Linked DNA regions of Muntiacus reevesi: region 2 is linked to region 1. A link is a contact called in public Hi-C data. All regions are on one chromosome and are shown on one strand. The core of a region is the stretch at or near the end of the contact, and the rest is flanking DNA. Distances in the headings are between cores, read along the strand shown. Region 1 holds the start of PPP2R5E (protein phosphatase 2 regulatory subunit B'epsilon). Region 2 holds the start of SGPP1 (sphingosine-1-phosphate phosphatase 1).

Region 1 (5,934 bases), core at 2,017-4,516:
TTAAAGTTTCTGTGGTATTCAGTTTTTCTACTTATCAATGTGAGAGATACTCCTGATAATAAGTTTTTTCATCTGTCCATGGCTATTTAGGTTCAATTGAGCCCTCTAAAAGTGGGAGTGGGTATACCTGGTCACAGACCAGTAACTTGTCTAAAACATGTCTAAAAAGTCTCCCATTCCTTCAACTTGCAACAAAGAATTTTAACAAATATGGAACTTACAAAAAGAAAATTATATACAGATATAAAAAGATCAACTGAAAAGGATTCCATCACCTGGTCATGAGCCTTACCTTTTAGCAGCGGCAAAGGTGTTAACTCAATAGGCTTGCCTTGAGACCTAAACTGTGAGGAACTTTGCGACCTCTTCTGTCTGGCTTTTCTGACGGACTTCCGAGAAAATCCGTCTACTTTATCCACTGATGGAGGAGTAGTTGGTGCTGAGGACATATCCCTACTGAAGAGAAAGAGGTATCATCCACACACCCCCAAGGTGGAAGCAAACAAGTGAGTTAACACAAATTCTAAAATTCCCACACACTTTTTTTGAAAATGGGAATATGGGGAAAAGAAAGCAAATAAAATCAATTAACAGTTCTATGTTCAATGGGAAAGCAGAAAAACTTGGTGGAATATAAGTGCTACATAAACAATATTGTAATGCTAATGCCTTGTGCTGCTTCTACAATATGCAGTAAAGATGTTCGTTTATACCTGAAAAAACTCTTGTAAGCCATGTATACATTTTTTAACTGCACAGCTCTTCTCATCTTGAGATCCTAAATTAATTTTGGAGCTATTCTGCAACTGGAAAACTTCCATCGATACATTTTCCCAAGATATTTAATATTATGAATGGGCTCTGGAGTTGAAATCCTTATGGTACTTCAAGAATCTACACCAATGGATCACAGCAAGGTGAAATTTACAAATTCTGAACTACCAAGGCATGACTTTTTAATGCAATGTGCTAGCTAAGATAAACGACACCATACCACCAATGACAGGCTAGATTACTTTAAACAGAACACATAAAGGGCATAATTAAAATCATTTCAAAGAAGTCTTCTTTCTGAATGAAGCCATCTGATGTTACTAAAGCTTAAAAACTATGATGAAATCATGCAGCAAAATTGATGCAAAAACCTAAAATCACAGTCTACTTAGGCAACAAAGTTGAGTTCCCTTGAAGTTCATCGTCAAATATTAATTTCATTCCGTAAACTAATGGAACAGAACAGTTCCTTGAGATTTTTTTTTTTTAACCTTCTCAAATTATTAAAATGAAGGCTATTTCCTAAAAGTAAAAAGCATTAAGCTCAGTTTCATTCACCAATTTAAACAGATGCCCTCATTTCCATGGCACCGAGGCTCCACCATGCCCCATGCAAAATGAATGGCAGTCCTGAATAGAAATAAGGCATATAGTGGAAATGCTGAAATGCAATCACTCACCTGTCATCCCTACATAACAGGAGCGGTTTTTAACCTCTAAATAAAAGAGTAAGGGAGTTTCTTCCTGAACGTGTGAGAATAAAAAGTTACCTGGATTAGCTGGATTCTGACAGAGCAAAAATAACAAAAACAGAAACCAAGAACAAACAAAACCTTATACTGCTGAGGTTTGGGATGCTGAAGTCCCGTCTGGCTCTCTTTTTAAAAAAAAAGTTTTTTAGCAATCTACCTAATTTAGCCTCAAACACAATGTGATAGATAATTGCAAAGCATGAATGACTGTAGGAGAAGATCACTTAAAATTAAATTTTCATAATGACTGCATCTACAACAAGCTCCACATCACATCTGTATGTTGTAAATTTAGGGGCAGTTTTTCCAATCTGGTATGTGAGTTATTTAGATTACATGTAACCCTCACAACACAAAATTTCCGTAAATCCTGTTCCTCCATCACTCGTTTTGTCTCCCCTTTATTCTTCACGTCTTATCTTAGAGATAAGTTACTAGTAGCAAAAAAAAAAAAAAAAATTTTTTTTAATCACTTGACCCTTATGCCCGCGGCCCAGGATAAACGTCAAGGATCTCAACCCTAAAGCGCTGCAGAACTGAACGTGCAGTAACAGCGGGTCGGTGCAAAGCCCGGGGAAACAGGTTTCGCCCCGGACTAGGGCGCCCAAGCTTTATCATCCTCTGAGCAGCGGGCACGGGGCATTTCCAAGGCTCAGGATAATCCAAAGTGGGTGCTGGGGTGGAGGAGAAAGACAGACAAGGGGTTGGTCTGTAGGGATGCTCACATACTCCCTTTGCTCCCACCCACCCCATCCCCCCACCACCCCAAGCCCTGGAGAAGCTAAGCTGCTACAGAATCCTTCTCACTACACCAATCCCCCTTTCCTCCCCCCTCCGCCTCCGTCAGTGGATAAAGGGGGACAAGAATACGCCTCCAGTGCCGGAAGGTGGAGAAAAAGGGGGGGAGGGGGCAAACAAGGAGAGATAACATCAGAAGCAATTGCAGGTAAATCAGACAAGTGGGACCGGCGCTCCCTCTCCCGCACCTCATCCCACCGCACCCCTCGCCAGCTCGGGTCAGGCCTTTCCCGAGGCCGGTGCCCTGCGGGTTCTCCAGGAGGACGGGGAAGAGGCAAGCAAGGAGAAAAGGAAAGCAGACAAGCCGCGGAGCTGGAGGGACGAAGTTACCTTGAAGCTTCTGGAGAAGAATCCAAAGATGATCTGTGCTTTCGGAGGGGCGGGAGACGGGAAAGAGGGCCGCAGCGGGGGCGGGTGGCGGGACTGGGACGTGCAGGGGGAGGTCCGGACAGCGGCAGGGAGCCCGGGGCGACGGCTGTCCGGCGCGGCGTCCCTCCGGTTCCGCGGCGGCGGCGCCTCTAGGCCTCACAGCCGGACCTGAACCTCAGCGCTCCGGCGGCGGCGGCGGCGGCGGCCTCACGATCCTCCCCCGCGGGCCCGTCCCATCAAATCGGCACCGACCCCGTTGCGGCTCCGCCGGTGGCTCCTCGCTCACATTCCCGGCGGGCGGCGCCTCTGCTCGTTGCCTCGGACCCGGCGGCAGAAGCGACGACGAGGGGAGGGGGGAAGGGAGGGAGGAAGACTGAAGCCGCAGCGGCAGCAGGAGAAGGAAGGAGAAAGAGGAGGAGTCGCTGGGGCTGGAACCGCCGCTGCCAGAGCCGCCGTTCGGTACCAGCGGTGGGTCCCCGTCAATGCCCCTTTCTCTCTCCTATTGTCAATATCACCGGGCGGCTGAGTCCATGGCACACGCGCAACCGAACCTTCTCGCCAGCAGCGCCCGCCTCCGGCGCCCACTCACTGGAGACTTCAAACGGGAAGCGAGGCCTCATTGGTCGGCGTCCGCCTTCACTCCCCTGTCAGCAAGTTCGGTTGAGAGCCGATCGCGGATTGGCGGCGGGGGGGCGGAGAAACAGGAGGGTGGGAAGAGAGGAGACCGGGGATTGGACTAAGGCGAGAGGAACCCGGATGCAGCCGCGTTCTCAGGCCGCGCGGCCGCCGCTTCCGCCAAGCGGTAGGGTAGGGTGAGGAAGAGAACTGCTTCAGCGACTAGGCCTAACTGGAGCTGCTAAAGCTCAGGAGGTGTGCAGCTGACATAAATACGAAGGGTTTCCGTGCAGTGCGGAACCTCTGGGCGGTGGTCGTCTGCAACTTGAGGATTCCGAGGGCAAGGGTCGGGTAATCCGGTCCTCGATTCCGCCCCTTTCAGCCGCGAGACTGGACCGTCTGGGCTCGAATAGGCCACTCGCGACGGGAACCAGCGCCGCTGCTCGTGTAGATGGGCCCTTCGCGCCTTGCGGCCGTAAACCCCCAGCAGTCGCTCACCGCTCCACCTTGTGGGAGGCCTGGCACCGAAATCCGAACCCCTGGGGCCTGGCCAAGGGTTGGATATCGCTTCGAATTCTCTCTCGTCCTCGTCTCCTTTTTCCTGAACCTCTGTTTTGAATGTCAGCTCCCTGGAGCTGCTGCAAGCCTGGTTGGGGCCAGGTCGGTGTGGCGGGCGCAGGTGGGAACGCTGTCTCTAAGCCCCGAGATCGTTTACCGAGAACAGCCGCTTGGGCTCACCCGCTGCACAGAACTCAGGGAAACCCAGCTCCAAACTGTGGGAGTTTGGGAGCTTTTAATTGGCAAGTTGGATCCGAAAGAGTTTGTGGTGAAGGCTTCACTTAACTCTAGCTAGAACAAGTGATTAAATATTTAGAGGCATGGTTGCATTCTTGGTGAGCCCTAGGCCAAGTGGTGAAGTCTATGGGGTCGCAAAGAGTCGGACACGACCGAGTGACTGAACAACAGGCGAAGTGGTGCATTACCAGAGAATATTCTTGAACCGTTGCTCTATTTGAGTGCATGCTACATTTGTCTTTTGAGAGGGTGAAAAAAAAAATTCTGAAGTACAAATGCCAAGGTACCAAATATTCAAAACTTGGAAAAAGGAAAAAAAAAAAAAAAACATTTAGAATCATTCAACCCAGGGGCAACCACTGTTAGCATTTTGGTGTACTTCTCTCCAGCATTTTCTTCCTTAGAATTGTGTGTTCCGTTCTGTAGACTTTAATTTTTCCACTTGGCATTATATCATGTTTTCCATAGTTAGGAAGTAGAACTGCATGTAAGTAAAACTGTACCATGCATACAACTGACAGCAGGGGGGAAAAAATGCTTTTATTTCTCTTGTGTTGTTTAACACTCAAGTGTTGCAAATTTCTATGCACATCCCCAGAAATGAGTCTTGAATGAAAAAAATTTGTCATTAAAAGAAATTGTAAGTGATATAGGAAGCCGAAAAAGTTGGTGCTCTTAGATGGAAGCGGGTTTCCCCTACTGGCTCCAGATGATTGGCCATTATACATAGTGTCTGTGTTTGCGCTGAAAAGTTCCATCTCCCCTAAGCATTATAAAACTGGCTAGCATGCCAGTCTTCCTCCCACCTTCAAGAAACTTGCATTTCCACATCTCAATTTCCCATACCAGTCTTCATGAAAAATTCAGTGTCCCAGCCATGCAGTACTTCTTTGCTCAATTTCTGATTAAGGGTAAATGCAGAATTTAAACCAGGGAAGATTTTAAAACCAACTCAGTTTCCCTTGGCAACAATTGAACTGTCAAAGAGTAGTGCTTGTTTGAAATGCTCACAGCTGTTGCTTAGAATATTTCACATTTTGTAGAGTGGGGATTTTGCTTGCAAATTATGGATCTCTATAAAGACAATTCATTTCAAAACTCTTTCACTTTCTATAAAATGGCTGAGTAACTGAAATGAGTAGGTCTTTTTAAATGGAAAAATCCTTGCCTGTGTGAGAGATTGTTCCTTGAACGGATACTTTCTAAAGGAGGTCCACGCATCCAAGGAGTATGTATATTCCAGATAAGTACAAAGCAGTTGAGAAATGGAGTGTTTCCTGCCGTATCAGTAAACAAGGAGTCACAACCATCAGTGATTTTGGCCCTCCAAGTGTGAATTGCTGAGCTGGGAGGGCCCCCAGAAAGCTCCCAGGCTGCAGTCATTCCCTAGATAAGCACTGAGGAGCTATGGGGGCAGGGGCAGGAGGGGGGTGGGGGCGGGAAGATGCAAAAAATGCAGGATACTGGCCCCAGATAGCTGAGATGCAAGTGGAAGAAGTGATTTCAGTGAACCCAGACTCTCCATCTTCCCATATATAGAAAAGCATTAAATTCCTTAACTTGAGATATCTTCAGTTCAGTTCAGGTCAGTCGCTCAGTCTTGCCCTACTCTTTGCCACCCCATGGACTGCAGCACGCCAGGCCTCCCTGTCCATCACCAACTCCCAGAGTTTACTCAAACTCATGAGATAACTGGTTTTCCTTAGTTAACAATAATCTTTTGATGTTTAAACCACCTGCTTATTGTTGGAAAATTCTATATAACCTGACTCCTCCCCCCACCCTCAGAGCAGTTCTCTCAGGGTCACTTGAGATGCTGTTTCCCTGGGCT
Region 2 (5,937 bases), core at 1,393-3,892, 170 kb after region 1:
TCAAACTTTGAATTAAATATACTAGGTTGTTGAAAAACTATATTGTAAGCATATTCTGGTAATTCAAATAACCCTGAAGTGTTAAAATACTGATAGATGCATCCCATAAACAATCCGGTGGTACTGTTTTCAGACTTCCTGTTAGCATGTGCTCTCAATGAATGAAGAGGAAAAAAACTACTTTCTCTTACCTGGACTGCTAAAAATTAATTGCTTGCAACATAGCTACTAAATGAGGAGTTATAAAAGGCTCTATCATTATGGAATCCTGAAAATCTCATAAAAATAAGAGAAACATCATTAGCTAACCAGTAAATATCATAACTCAATGACAATAGTAAACTCTGAAGTATTTAGATTAACTGCATTTGAGATATTTACCTATTATGCAAACAAGCAGCATTACTTTACAATCTGAACATTACTGTATAACTCCTTAGGTTGCATAGGGAAAAAGAAAAAACTTTCATGGTACTCTTCCCTCATAATTCTGCCATTCTTATTACACACATTACACATTTTCCACGGTCTGTAAGAGATGCACTGCCCAGAAGTGTCTATAAGGACAAGGGTTTATCTATATTGAAATTAAGTCTGAGATAGGTAACTTTACCATAACAGAGTTTACACAGGATGTGTATTTCTCAGTAGAAGATAATTTTGTGCTGTGATGGGGGAAAAAAAATCAAGAAGTCTGATTCCTCAGATTCTTCATAGTTATTAACTCTATTCTTAAATTAAGGGACTGGTCTGCAGAACGAACAAACCTCCTTACAATTTAAAAGACCGATAACTAACACAACATTGTAAACCAACTGAACTTCAGTTCAGAATTTTAAATTGACAGATAAAACAGACATCAGTCTAAAAATAAATTTTGCTTCTATATAAAAAAGAACTAGCTTTAAAATCTGCATATACAGACCACGAAAAACTGAAAAGTGGGAGGCCAGAAGCAGTACGCAAAATATAAAAGTTTACTGTTTAAAAACTCACTCATCCCTGGCTGTCAGGCTGTCATATTTATCATTTTTACAAACCCGCTGGTCTGACCAAGATCCCTACTTTTAAGAACAACTAAAACCAAGTATTTGCAAAGTTAATCCAACATACTGTAGCTCAACAATTGACAGTACAGATCAGTGATCCAAAAGCTAATTAAATTGTGTCTATCAGCAAATTAGCAACCACACCCCTTAAAAAGAGCACTCAGGCGGTGCTCCATTAACTTCCACAGGGTGGCTTTCGTTTAAAATTCATTACTTCATTGCCTGAATGACCATGTTTATTTTACAAACACTGTCTCTAGCAAAAGTCAATGACTTTTACCTACGCCTGAAACAGCAATCAGTCTGGGGAAAGGCACCGTATAAAACGGGTGAATCTTAGTCACCCAACGATTAATTATAAGCACGATATACTTAATCATAATGATAGTCTGTGCATCACAAGAATTAAAAACCGTTTATCAACTCAACTAAAGCCCGATGATAATGTATTACTCCACGAACGGTATTTCCATCAGGTTCCAAGAAAAGCATTACTAGTAAAATGGAGTTTGATGTCTAAGTCTTAGGTTTTCCCCACCGTTTCATTATTATTATTATTTAAGCTAGAAAGGGCCTGTTTGGCGCGGGGCGGGGGGGGGCACTGTGAAAACCTGCGGGAAGAGAAGTCTGCGAAGAGAATGGCCAAAATCAAACGACCGCGGAGGGCAACGAGGGCTCGGAGGCTGCACGGGGCGAGGACCGGGACCCTTACCTGCCAGCGGCCGTAGGTGAGGAGGACCATGGAGACGGGGATGGCGGTGCCGGACATCGCATGGGTGGAGGGCATGCTGTACTCGGAGTTGTAGAAAACCTCCAACTTGACCACGGGTGGCGAGGCGGGCCGCGGCCAGCGGATGATGTCCTTGGTGCACTGGCCCAGGTACATGACCAGCACCCAGATGACCACGAGCCTCCGGCCCACCAGGGCGTCCAGGTTCCAGATCCAGAAGGGGAAGAACAGAATGTAAAAGAGTTCGTTGCCCAGCTCCGTGCCGAAGCAGAACAGGTAGTGGAGAGGCCAGTTACTCACGTGGGCCAATTGGCCCTCCTCGCCCGTCAGCGAGTTGCGGCGCAGAAGCCCCGCGCGCCGGGGCGAGGCCTGGCCCACCTCGGTCGCCCGCCCGTTCCGCACGCCGTTGGGGGCGCCGCCGCCGCCCAGCTTGGCCGGGCACTGATTGCGGTCGCTCCCGGGCGGCGGAGGCCCTCCGGCCGCCCCCGGCTGCCGCTCTCTGCGCCGGGATTCTCCGGCGAGGTGCGCCTCCGCCTTCTCATCCTCCCTCGGGTCGGCGGCGGCCGCGGCTGTGCAGCTCGCCGGCGCTTCCACCCCGCACAGCTGCTGGAAACGGGCCACTTTCTGCGGGTCCTGCAAACTGCTTACCAGCTGGGCCAGCCACTGCCCCAACGACATGATAACGGAACGGCGCGGCCCGCGGGCCGAAGGACGGCGGCGCGAGGGTGGGCCGGCCCCTGGCGCAGCCCCGATCCGTCTCCGCGCGCTTACGGCAGCGGCAACGGCAAGGCGAGCGGCGCCTCCCGCCACCAGCTGGGTTCTGCCGGGTGACGGCGCCACAGGCCGCAGCGGCCGCCGCGCGCCCCCGCCCCGCTCGCCCCTCCCTCGCCGCGCGCGCCCCGCCCCCGCCCCGGCCTCCACGCGCCGGCGCGCGCCCCGCCGGGCCCCGCCCCCGCGGCCGCTCTAGAAGTGGGCCCGGCGGCGCGGGTCAGCCTCGAGCGCACCCGGGCGGCGTGAGGGCGCCGAGGCTCTGCAGGGCGGCGGCCTGGAGGTTCTCCTTATTAATACCCACCAGGCGTCGCGGCGCTCGGAGGGCCGGACTTTGCGCGCCCCTCTTCAACCTCAGCCCTCGCTCCCTGCTGGCTGGGGTTGCCGACTTCTCTCGGTCCGGCGTTGACTGGGAAAGGCCACGATCCCAGTGCCAGGTTCGGCGGTGCCAGTGGCCAAGCACCCGGACATCCTGCTGGCACAGAATCAAATGGTGAATGGTGAACGAAAGCGAAGTAACTGCCACGCACTCCAAGAATTACAAGTAATTACGGAGCTGTCTTTAAAGCCACGTGCCAGTTGACTGGTGGTGACGAGAGTAGATATAGGTCCCAGGACAGCAGCGTGTCATTGGTTGTCAAAAGCTCAGAAATAGACGAAGTAAAACCAATAAATCGCTGAAGTAGTAATTAGTAAATGGATATTGTGCACACACCAAAGAGACAGTTTGTCAACTAGGATCACTCAAACCAAGATACGGAGTGAGGCATCGGGGTATATTGTTGTTATAAAGCAGCTTATATGGTGATAAGGTAGTGATTTTTTTCTTCTTCATAGTGATTAGTTATAATAGAATTTTCAGCGGTTACCTCATTTCAGCCTTGAGAAGCAGTTCAAATTTTGCTTAGTATTTCCAAAGGCGTAAGCAAGAAATGTCTAAATTGGGTTCGTCTGCCCAAGGGATTAAGACTAGTCTCCGTTTGGTTTTGAATTTAACAAATATTTTTGTCTAAGTTACCAGATCACAGTTATTCTTAACCTACCTGTAGAATTTCCGTTTGATAAATTCTAAGAGCTAGCAGGGTTGCACAGAGGATATGTAATTGGCAACTGAACTCAGGGGGTAGATTTCTGAGTTTGATAAGGCTGGTTTAGAAACTTAACTTTCATGTCCCACAAGTTACAAATTTGACTTCTAGAAAGAATGGTTTTTATAAGAAGGGTTCTGAACTCTAGTTCCAGGAAGTTATTTCAGGTACAGTGAATGTCTAAATTTAAAAATTTGAACTTCTTCCAAGAAACAGGCTGGAAAATTCCCCTCCTTTATGTCATTAGAAATGTTGTGTTTTCTTCTTTCCCAGGGAGAATGATTCTTCTCCTCCAACTCCACTTGCCAGGCTGTGCCCATAGAAAGATGAATAAACCATCACCCATCCCCTCAAGTCGCTCACAAGATAAATAGGAGACAGAGATAGATCCCCCTCTGGAGTATAGAGCAGATGGTAAGTGCTAAAACTGAGTCGTAAACAACATGCTCTGGAAAGGAGAAACAAGTTGATTAGGAAAAGTTGTTGAGGTGATCCTATTAAGCTAGATCATAATTGAAAAGTGAGATATGAATAGTTGGGAGAAGCCCATCTTTGGAAAAGAGAAAATGAATAAAGACGGACGGAAATGTGCAAAGACATTTGGTAAACAGTTAATAGCTCATAAAATACAGAGTAGGAAGGGTAAATGACTGGAATGGGGTTAGAAAGGGAAGCTAGAATCAGATTGTAAAGGCTGGGGATTTTATTTTGCAAGCAGTGCATACATGCTAAGTTGCTTCAGTCATGTCTGACTCTTTGTGACTCTATGGGCTGAAGCCCACCAGACTCTTCTGTCCATGGGATTCTCCTGGGAAGAGTACTAGAGTGGGTTGCCATGCCCTCCTCCAGGGGATCTTCCTAACCCAGGAAGGAAATCTGTGTCTCTTACATCTCCTGCATTGGGAGGCGAGTTCTTTACCACTAGCACCACCTGGGAAGCCTTTGTAAACAGTGCGGGACCATCAAAGGCCTTTAAGCTTGGCACTAACACCATTAGAGCTGTGCTTAGAAAGAGGACTAGGAAGGAAATCAATGGTGAATTGCCACAGGTCAGAGACCAGAGGCCAGTTAAATCATTAGAAGATGATTACAGTAACCAAGTGAGAGAGTGAGTGCCTCAACTAGAATCAGATTCTGAGAATTGGAAGAAAGGGATTTGAAAGGATCTGCCCGCAATGTAGGAGACCCAGGTTCGATCCCTGGGTTGGGAAGATCCCCTGGAGAAGGGTGTTGCAACCCACTCCAGTATTCTTGCCTAGAGAATTCCATGGACAGAGGAGCCTGGTGGGCTTATAGTCCATGGTGTCGCAAAGAGTCAGACGGGACTGAGCGACTTTAACTACTCACTACATTTAAATTCATAACTCTGCAGGCAAATAATAGTCCATCCCTGGTTGGAAAATATTGTGTCTAATATTGAGACATTTCTAATTTAATGAGGAAGACATAACAAGAGAAAACATGCAAATATATTCAAAGATGTAAAGCCAAACATAATAAGCAGTTCTAGGAAGTGAGATACAAGCAATCACTATGTGGAATGAGAGACAGGAAGGTGGCATTGGGATAGCTCTGACTGCTTCTGTCAAACAGATGATTAGCTGGTGTTTAAAGTCAAGGAGCAACTTTGTAGAGAGAAATGTCTGTGAGGCAGTTTACACATGCTTTTCTATGAAATAATTTGTTCAGAGGGGAATTATTCAGATGCATCCAAGAAATTTTTGATTCTGGGGATTAGTCTAAAGATAGCAGGGAAAAAAGAAAATATAGAAAACAAAGTAGAAGGTGATCTTTACAGATCTTCAATTTACAATGGTGGTCCTGATAAACCCATCATAAACTGAAAACATCCTAAGTCAAAAATGCATTTGATACACCTAAACTACCTATCAATATAGTTTAGCCTAGCCTACCTTAAACATGCTCAGAACGCTTAGGTTAGCCTACAGTTGACAAAATCACCTAACACAAAGCCTGTTTTTTAATTAAGTGTTGAGTATCTCATGTAATTTATTGTATACTGGCAGTGAAAGTGAAAAAAAGAATGGCCGTGTGGATACAGAATGGTTATAAGTGTCTCAGTTATTTACCCTTGTCATCTAGTAGCTGACTAAGAGCTGCAGCTCCCTACTCTCCCCTGCCCTGCCCAGCCTTTTGTACTGCTTATCCTTAGCTCTGGAAACTGTCAAAATTCAGAATTTGAGGGATGGTGTCTACTAAATGTGTAATACCTTTGCACCATCACATAGTCAAAAAATCTTCAATCGAACCATCACAAACCAGGGAATGTCTGTATATCCTG

What was found. A called contact is a pair of places that touch in the nucleus more often than the background predicts.
Region 2: a contact with region 1 is called in a Hi-C map of blood, with 2.6 times the contacts expected there. The contact joins the promoter of SGPP1 here to the promoter of PPP2R5E in region 1. A contact is called at or near these places in 2 of 3 Hi-C or Micro-C datasets (blood and muscle).

Annotation. Positions count from the first base shown.
Region 1 is chr7:72,831,203-72,837,136 of mMunRee1.1, forward strand. PPP2R5E (protein phosphatase 2 regulatory subunit B'epsilon) reads right to left here and starts at 3,267. Exons shown (of 14, transcript XM_065940140.1): 1 at 2,655-3,267; 2 at 293-453. The coding sequence starts at 449.
Region 2 is chr7:72,999,925-73,005,861 of mMunRee1.1, forward strand. SGPP1 (sphingosine-1-phosphate phosphatase 1) reads right to left here and starts at 2,643. Exons shown (of 3, transcript XM_065941114.1): 1 at 1,762-2,643. The coding sequence starts at 2,457.